Linked DNA regions of Canis lupus: regions 1 and 2 are each linked to region 3. Evidence: chromatin contacts called from public Hi-C data. All regions are on one chromosome and are shown on one strand. The core of a region is the stretch at or near the end of the contact, and the rest is flanking DNA. Distances in the headings are between cores, read along the strand shown. Region 1 overlaps SPRTN (DNA-dependent metalloprotease SPRTN). Region 2 holds the start of C4H1orf131. Region 3 holds the start of TSNAX (translin-associated protein X).

Region 1 (2,785 bases), core at 54-2,553, 150 kb after region 3:
GCTCTCCCAAATGAGTAAATAAGAAATCTAAAAAAAATTTTTTTTCTAAACACCTGACCAACTCTTTCTCAACCCACCCTCTCCAGCCCTGACACAGCCCTTCTGCCCATTTATGTTACCCTTCAGAGAATCCATCAAAACACTTCTCAAATGTTCTCCACTGGCTTAGTCAACTTTCCAAGCCCTCCTCCTGCCCCCAGTGCACCACCCCGACCTGAATCAACACATGGGGGTGTTCTCCAGGACCACACAAACCAAAGTGTGCAACATGACACCACCTTCAAACTTCCACCTCCTTCTGCCATTTTACTCCTCACATCTTACTTTGTAAGATGTTCAGACGGAAGATGTTTTGTTCATTTGGAGCAGCTTAGTTCCCCCTGTAGACTGTGCTGGTCTAGCTCCAACCAACACCTTTCTTTGACTCCTTCGCTCTGCAAGCCCCTTTCCATCCTTCCTTACCAGGCTATCCTGACTCACTCTGGAAGACCCACTCGGACAGTGTCTCCTCCAGGGAACCTCCCCTCAAGTTCCCACAGCCCCCAGCAGAAACTAGTCAGGAGCTCTTTCTGTGTTCACTCCCCATCGAGGCTGTTTATAAATCCTGAGGACACGGATTGTCTTGTTTACCTCTTTGCCCCAAACCTTGTATAGTTTGGGCTCAAAAGCTGCTCACTTGCACGTAATTTGCTAAATTAAGAGACAGTGATCCTCTATGAAAGATGTAATTGCATATATTTTAGGTCATTTATCTATAAATACTAAATACTGTTTTTCAACTTCATATTTAAGAAGTTATCAAAACTTGTAAACACTCAACCAGATGAGCTAAATTTGAAGAGGACTGATAATACTGTGAAGACAGCTGAACAGCTGAAACTCTCCTACATTGCTGGCAGGAGGGCAAGCTGGCAGTATTTACTAAAGCTACACATGCACGTACCCTGGTGAGCCAGCACTCCAATCCTGGGTGGACGCCCAACAGAAACGAGGAAGCATGTTTTCAGCAGCAGTCTCCGTCACAGCCAGCCCCCGGTTGGAAATAATTCAGATGCCCGTTAATATTAGAATGGCTGAATAAACCCTGGCGTATTTGTACACTCAAAGCAACGACCTAGAATGAACTTCTACAGTGTGGCAACAGGGTAGTACTTCATGAAGTTAAAACCACACTCAAGCACCCCAGGGTGGCAGAGACGTAACAGAAACAGTGATTACCCTCAGGGGTTGTGGCTGCAGACTAGGAAGCGTGCGGACACGAATGCAGGAGGTGCACTGTTCCCTCCCTGACCCGAGGCTGCCGTCACCCAGGAGCACCAAGGCCAAGTTCACACAGAGGAGCTGGCACCTCGGGTAGGTGGAGGTCATGTCGCAACATAGCTCAGGAGAAAGAAAACCTGTGAATTCAACTCTTGGGACCAGGCCAACATGCTAGTGGTACAGCCATGAGAAAGTGAACGGACGAAAGGATCTTGGTCTCTGCCACAACACAGTAAGAATGTTTTTAAAAAGAAATTACTTTTTAAAATGCACAAATGGTATTCCTTTTTATTTTAACGGTTACAACTTTGGCTTAAGGTTCATAATACTGTTTCCAGACAGTGTTCCACTGTTAACATAAAAGAGGCTGTTGTGATGTGACTTACACCAGCTCCTTAGCAGGTGAACCACTCATCTGGCTACATCTTGAGAAAACCACTCAACTCTGGCCTACAGGATTGCAGGAGTAGTCGTCTAAAACGTTTATTTGACTATATTCCTTCTATGCTTTAACCTAAAACCAGCTGCCACCTTTTAGTGATGACAGAAATAAAATTCTTGGAGATGTATAAAATATATTTCCTGCTGAGATTAAAAAAAGAAACCAAAAAACAAAAAACTTTGAGTACCCTACAACAACTGATATACTTTGTCCTCGAAATTGTAATTTTGGCCAATGTTTAGCTTCAGTTCTATGACTGAGTTTTAATATGAACAAAGAAATACTCAGTTTAACCAAATACCTGTCAGGATTCCAATGTATTTTGAGGAAAGGTATATAAATAAAAAGATTAACAGATTTAAATGCAATTTAAGAGCAAGGAAGAACATAAGTATCTAAAAACTATACATGTACACATGCAGAACAAACTCTGAGCTACAGGATACACAAGGCAAAAGTGAATATAGCACCTTTCGACATAGAATATTTTCCATTGCAACCTCATGTATATATCTATAAAATAGAACTACATTAAAACCTACAAATCTTCATGTTCACCAGAACTTCCTGAGTGGCTGACACTATGTTAGCAGGGTAATATAGGTGGCATGTGACACCCATTTGTCTTTCAAAGACTTCTTCAACTTTTGACTTTGATGCTACCACCTTCAAGGCACCAGTCCAAGTGCTCATTAATCTGAGACTCCAACACTTCATTCTGACAAACAGGACAATCGACCATCCTGTTCTGGCTGGATGCACTGCTGGAATCCTGAGTTGCAGCTGTAGGATGTGAACTCCACTTTGGATCATTTCCACCACTTTGTACTTGCTCTTTCTTGATAAAAAAATTGTCAAAAACAGTCTTGTCTTCTAGCCTGGGTCGTTTACTTGGGAGTTTCTCCTCAGGCCCACTCACATCCTGGGGTGCAGTCACAGATGTTGATTCCGGTGCTTTTAAAGAATTTCTCAGGGATATCTTAGAAGAGGTGACCCTTTTGTGAGATCCAGAAGAGATGGAGTTTTTAGTGATGTCACCGGTTGTTAGGCTTTTTGTTGGAGATCCATTCACACTTCGGAAGG
Region 2 (2,717 bases), core at 21-2,520, 220 kb after region 3:
GATTTTTGTTTACCTTCTCTTGTCTTTTTGCTGCTGTGATCTTCCTACACAAATTAATACTGTATTTAAGTCAGAGACTGCCACTAACCTGGACACAGTAACGTGCTTTTAAAATGTATTCTTTTAATATCCCTGTAGACATAATTTAGTGGTTAAAAAAAAAAAAAAGATCAGTTGCCCCACAATTGTGCAATTTTGAGAACTACAAACCGTTTACCTCATAATTTCTTCACATAAATTGTGAGTGACCAACATTCCGGTGGCAAAAAAGATCGGTGAAAATCGGGAGGGGCGTAGGGGTGCGGGGGGCCGGGAGGCAAGCTGTGGAGAGGCTGGGTGGCCTCTCGGAAGATGCCTGTCTTCCGAAATGACTACTGCAAAAAGTACGGATGGAAGACAAAAACGCAATAAAAATTTCCGGAAGTTCCAAATCTTCCTAGATTAAAGACTTTCCGTCTTTCGAATCCTATGCCCACATGCAAGCCCAACACTTTTCTCCCAGGACCGCGGCAGCAGCAGGGCGGGGCGGGGCGGGGAGCCGCAGGCTGATGCCTCTGCCGCCGGGTCGGACCCGCAGGTCTCTCGGGTTTACCCGAAGGCTGGCCCTCGCCAGGGGCGGAACGGTCCATTCTCGCGTCGCGTTCCGGTATCGGGGGCTCTCTGAAGGCCCCGTGCCTGGCGGAGGGTACGAGAAGGAATGAGTGGAAAGGAACCACCGGAGCCACCACCCATAGAAACTTCTAAAAGCGCACACACACTTACACACGCACCGATACCCCGTTGCCTTGGAAACCAAGTCAAGCACCCAACCCCTCCCGCGCGGCCCCGGAACCCACTCTCGGGAGCCGGGGGGCCGGAGGGGTCGTGGCCCGCAGGAGGCCGGGGCCGGGCGGGTGGAGTCCTCTCCGGCGGCCCCGCCCCGGGCCTCTTTCCCCTGGGCGCCTACCGAGTAGAGGAGCACGACAGCGCCGGGACTGGCGGAGCCGACGGAGAAACGGGAGTTAGAGGAGCTGGAAGAATCCATGGTGCGGCTGCCGTCCCGGGCGGGGCCTGACATTCTTTGCTAGGCGGTGGTGGTGCTGCCGCTGCTGGGGGCGGTTCTTCCGCGCAGGGCGGCCCGACCTCGCCTGGGGCGGCGGCACCCTCCGCTGCCGCTCCGCAGGACCCCGGGCGCCGCCATCTTAACTAGGACGGAAGCCGCGCCGGGACCTGCGACGCGCGCGCTCGCGCACCGCGTCGGAAGTCGGAAGTGCGGGCCGCGCGAGGCGCGGGTGTCGGCGGGCTCGGGGCCTGAGCGCGGCGGGGCGGCCCGCATGGCTCAGGAGCCGGGGCCGGGGGCCCGCGCGCCCGCCGGTTCTCGGGCCCTCCTGGACGCCCTGCTCCGGAACCTCTACGACTTTGGTGAGTGCGGGGCCTCGGCGCCCACGTGGAGAGCGGACTGGGCCGCCCTGGGCGTTCAGGCTAAAGGTTCCCGCAGGCTGAGCAGCCCCAGCGCCTCCGACCTGGGTCCCCGGATGGGTCCGGCACACACCGCTGCGGTGATCGGGCTCTGTTACCCAGGGATCAGACACCCGAGTCGTCCCTGTGTGTGGGCGCCAAGGGGCCCGTCTAAGCACGGCGATGCGCGCGGGGCCTGGGCTCCCGGAACAGCCCACCCTGTCAGTCTCGCGGCCCGCTGGGCAGCCCGCCCTCCCGGCGCCACCCTCCCGCCCCGCGTGCCCCCGGGGCGTCGGCACCACCTTGTCTCGGCCCAGCTCCATCCTTCAGGGTGCCTCTCCGCAGACTTCTTAGATGATTTCACGTAAAGCTTTTCACAGCCTTTTCTAATACCAAGCTGGCCAGTCTGTGCTCTCCTTCAATCTGGCCTGGGGAAAAGGAAATAGAAAGTTATTACAGATTGGCAGCCGCCTGGCACTTCAGCCAGAAGGCGGTTCCACGCGTTCTGAGAACCTGCTCCACGTCAGAGGACATCCCTTGTACACACAACGCAGAGAGCCAAGGCATTAGGGACTTTAAGGAGCAAACATTTCTTAAATTTGTAACCTGATACTGCAAGATCTGTTTTAGCGTGGAGCCATTGGTCGAAATTCTGAGCTTGCTTAAACAGTAAAAAATAATTGTGCAACTACAGCCCCATTTGAAGAAAAATAAAACTTTTTTTTCTTTGTATTTCTGGGTGCGGATAGCCCTGGCTCGCACCTAAGCGCATTCATGTGATTTAACGATTTGATAAAACCAAAGCGATTTATTTTTTCCACTCTGCGTTTGAACAAACAGGAGAAACACAATATGAAGCAGAACAGAAAAGGAGCAAAAAGAAAGGAGAAAACAAGAAGAGAGATGCTGGGACCCCAGCGGCAGTGACAGGAGAGCCAGCTCCCCTACCTGGTTCTCTTGTAAGAGGCCAAAGGAAGAGTGCTTCCAGCTTCTTCAAGGAACTCCAAGAAGAGCTGCAGTGCACTCCTGCTGTGACCCCCGCAGAACCCCCTTCAGGACCAGAAGTCCCTTGTGCTGCAGCATCACCCTCAACCCTGAAGAACAGCAGGGAGCAAGTAGAAGTGATAGAATTTCACAGCAGGAATAAAAAAAGAAAAGAGAAGCTAGATCGAAATGAGAACATGCAGGTAATGAGTTGGTTTATATGTATATGGTGAAAACCCTGATATCACAGTTTTAGATAAGTATCTTTTCCTTTTTTTTTTAAAAGAGTTTTGCGG
Region 3 (2,769 bases), core at 104-2,603:
TATACGCTTCAAAGTGAACTAATTAGGGATCCCTGGGTGGCGCAGCGGTTTGGCGCCTGCCTTTGGCCCAGGGCGGGATCCTGGAGACCCGGGATCGAATCCCACGTCGGGCTCCCGGTGCATGGAGCCTGCTTCTCCCTCTGCCTGTGTCTCTGCCTCTCTCTCTCTCTGTGACTATCATAAATAAATAAATAATTAAAAAAAAAAACACAAAGTGAACTAATTAAATCTATATGTATACATACAGCTGACAGATCTATATCGCTGATACATATTTGTATGTCGGGGACGCAGTAATTTTTAGTGATGTGGCATTTCTGATGCTAATATTTACCTGTAGAACCCTTACAGGAAAAAAAAAAAAAAAGCCAACACCTGAGTACCCTCGACTTTAATGGCAGACCCAGCACCACAGCTAACCTCTGGGGGAAGAAGGTACAAGGGTCACACCGGCACAGCTCACGTCCTAACGGTGTGTGCAGCACAACATGCCTAAACGCTCCTTGCTACCACCTCTCTCGCTCTCTTCCCTTCGCCAACCTCCATGACAGAAAACTTACATTTGAAGGCCAACATCACAGGTGAAGATGAATTAACATCCTTCCCTTCTCTTCTCTGGTTATGTGGGAAATTGTCGTGCTTCCTTTTCCTGAACCCTCCTGATCCTTACGTAGAGAAGGAGAAAACAGTTGGGTAGGGCTTTTGCACCAGAGCTGGCCCCTGCCTCGCTCTCACACCCGCGCCCAGGGGCCCTGGCCCGAGACGCTTGCTCGCTTGCTCGCTTGCTCGGCCGACTCACGCAGCAGCAGCCCTGCCTTTTTATTCCCCCCACCCCCACCCCCGCCCCCACCCCCCAATCCTAAGCTCACCTCACCCGGGGCCTCCACCAGTGGCTTTCCTGATCTGGCACAAGGTGGAGCAATGACCAAACTAAAATCAAAGACACAGCTCGAGGATTTAAGAAATGGCCAGGTGTGCATAGGCCCGAGGTGGCCAGGAAATCTCCGGGGCCGCCCCTCCCCCCCACCCCGCCCCCGAGCCTGCATGGGGAGAGGGCAATCCCTCAAGCGGGAAGCGAAGTGGAAAATCCGACAAAAAGGAGGGAGATCCTCCCCCTTTGAATAAAGAACGCCCAGGGCCGCCGAGGACGCCACCTTCTTTGCTGCTCATGTCGTCACGGCCTACGGCGAGATGAGCGGAGACCCAAGGCCTGCGAGCCAGCGGGGTGCGTAAGGTGCTGGCCGAAGAGCCTGCCGAGGAGCCCTCCGCGGCCGGCCGACGTCGACGCACTGGCCGGAAGCGCACGCCCGCAGCCACTCACGCCTCTCCCTCCGTCCTCGCACACTTCCGGCCTGCGCCCCGGCCCCGCCGCCGCAGGCTCCGCCCCGCGCGCCCCGGGGCTCTCGCGCCCGCGCGCCGTCGTCCCGGCTGCCCTCTGCTGTGCCTGAAGACAAAGCGAACTCTACAGGCCTCACTGCGCTTCCATCAAAACGGATGATGGAAGCGAGGCCTGTGTGAAGATGGAAAAACGGCGGGAGGTGTTCGTGATTTTTTTTTTTGTTTTTCCTCAAGGCACTTTGGGAACACCCCCGCGTTCCCTTCGCGTGGACCCAGCCTTCCGCGCGGGGAGTGATGGGGGTTGTAGTTCGCCCGCCGGAGTCAGCCCCTTGCTGCTCTCCCGACCTGGCTGTGAGGAGGGAGCGAGCCGTCCATCGCCTACGGGAGGGTCTTCTCAGGATCCAGGCCGAATCTTACGGAGCTGGGAGTTTAAACTTTCCATTCCTGGCTGTGGGGCCAGCAGGCAAAGTGATGGGGAGACACGAATCAGTGAGCAGGCGGCCTTGGCGTTCGGACGAAGGTAAAGCCCGCCCTCTGTGCTCCGCCCCGGGCCCTCGCCTGTCATCGCCTTCTGCACCGCGGCCTCCGCGCGCTCGCTGCGCTCGGCGTCCCCTGGCCCCGCGGGGCTGGGTGACCTCGAGGGCAGTTAGCCACTGTCCTCAGTTTCTTTACCTGTGAAACAGGGATGGAATACTACCTGCGTCATACGCTTAGTCGAGGGCCAAATGAGTTAATACTAAAGTTCATAGAAGAGTGTCCTTTCGCATAGTACCTGCTCGATTAAATGTTAGCTTTCAGGGGCACCTGGGTGGGGCAGCGGTTCAGCGTCTGTCTTCGGCTCAGGTTGGGATCCCAGAGTCCTGGGATGGAGTCCCGCATCCAGCTTCCCGCAGGGAGCTGCTTCTCCCTCTGCCTGTCTCTGCCTCTCTCCCTGTGTCTTTCGTGAATAAATAAAATCTTTTTTTTAAAAAAGAGAATATTAGCTTTCATACCCTTCTCCCAACCTCACGCTCCAAAAAAGAGAGAGAGGTTGGTAATAACAGGCTAACAGGTGCGCACAACTAAGTTGTGAGCTTTTTATTTGGGGCAGGTACTGCCATATCTTATTAGATTATATATTTATATATATATATATACATATATATATGATTTTATTTATTCGTGAGAGAGAGAGAGAGGTGACCTGAGCCAAAGGCAGGCGCTCAACCACTGAGCCACCCAGGTGTAGGCCTTCCAACCTTTTATAACCTCCCACCCGCGCCTCCGGGATCCACAGCTCTTGTAAAGCCGCTATAAGTGTTTGTTCAAGGATGAGGTTCCCATCGCCAAGATGGGTAACGAAGTAGCAATCCAGCATCTTCTAGGTATAAACTCAGGGTAGGGCTTTGGCAAATTGGGTGGCGTAGGCCGAGTGGGGAAAACACAAGTATG

The links. A called contact is a pair of places that touch in the nucleus more often than the background predicts.
Region 1: a contact with region 3 is called in a Hi-C map of liver, with 4 times the contacts expected there. The contact joins the enhancer-like site here to the promoter of TSNAX in region 3. A contact is called at or near these places in 4 of 9 Hi-C or Micro-C datasets (amygdala, blood and liver).
Region 2: a contact with region 3 is called in a Hi-C map of blood, with 2.4 times the contacts expected there. The contact joins the promoter of C4H1orf131 here to the promoter of TSNAX in region 3. A contact is called at or near these places in 2 of 9 Hi-C or Micro-C datasets (amygdala and blood).

What each region holds. Positions count from the first base shown.
Region 1 is chr4:8,497,853-8,500,637 of UU_Cfam_GSD_1.0, forward strand. All of the region lies in intron 4 of SPRTN (DNA-dependent metalloprotease SPRTN), which reads right to left. Among named protein-coding and RNA genes, the nearest start is that of SPRTN, 13 kb to the right of the region's middle. Within about 2 kb of position 1,304, at least 6 of the 20 cell types and tissues checked have an H3K27ac peak or open chromatin away from gene starts, as enhancers often do. A contact at or near this core is called in liver, where this site is marked.
Region 2 is chr4:8,568,032-8,570,748 of UU_Cfam_GSD_1.0, forward strand. C4H1orf131 reads left to right here and starts at 1,271. Exons shown (of 7, transcript XM_038533920.1): 1 at 1,271-1,401; 2 at 2,278-2,624. The coding sequence starts at 1,314. GNPAT (dihydroxyacetone phosphate acyltransferase) reads right to left here and starts at 1,902. Exons shown (of 16, transcript XM_038533917.1): 1 at 1,740-1,902. The coding sequence starts at 1,760.
Region 3 is chr4:8,343,830-8,346,598 of UU_Cfam_GSD_1.0, forward strand. It overlaps TSNAX (translin-associated protein X), which reads right to left and starts at 1,354. Exons shown (of 6, transcript XM_038533908.1): 1 at 1,155-1,354; 2 at 561-665. The coding sequence starts at 1,170.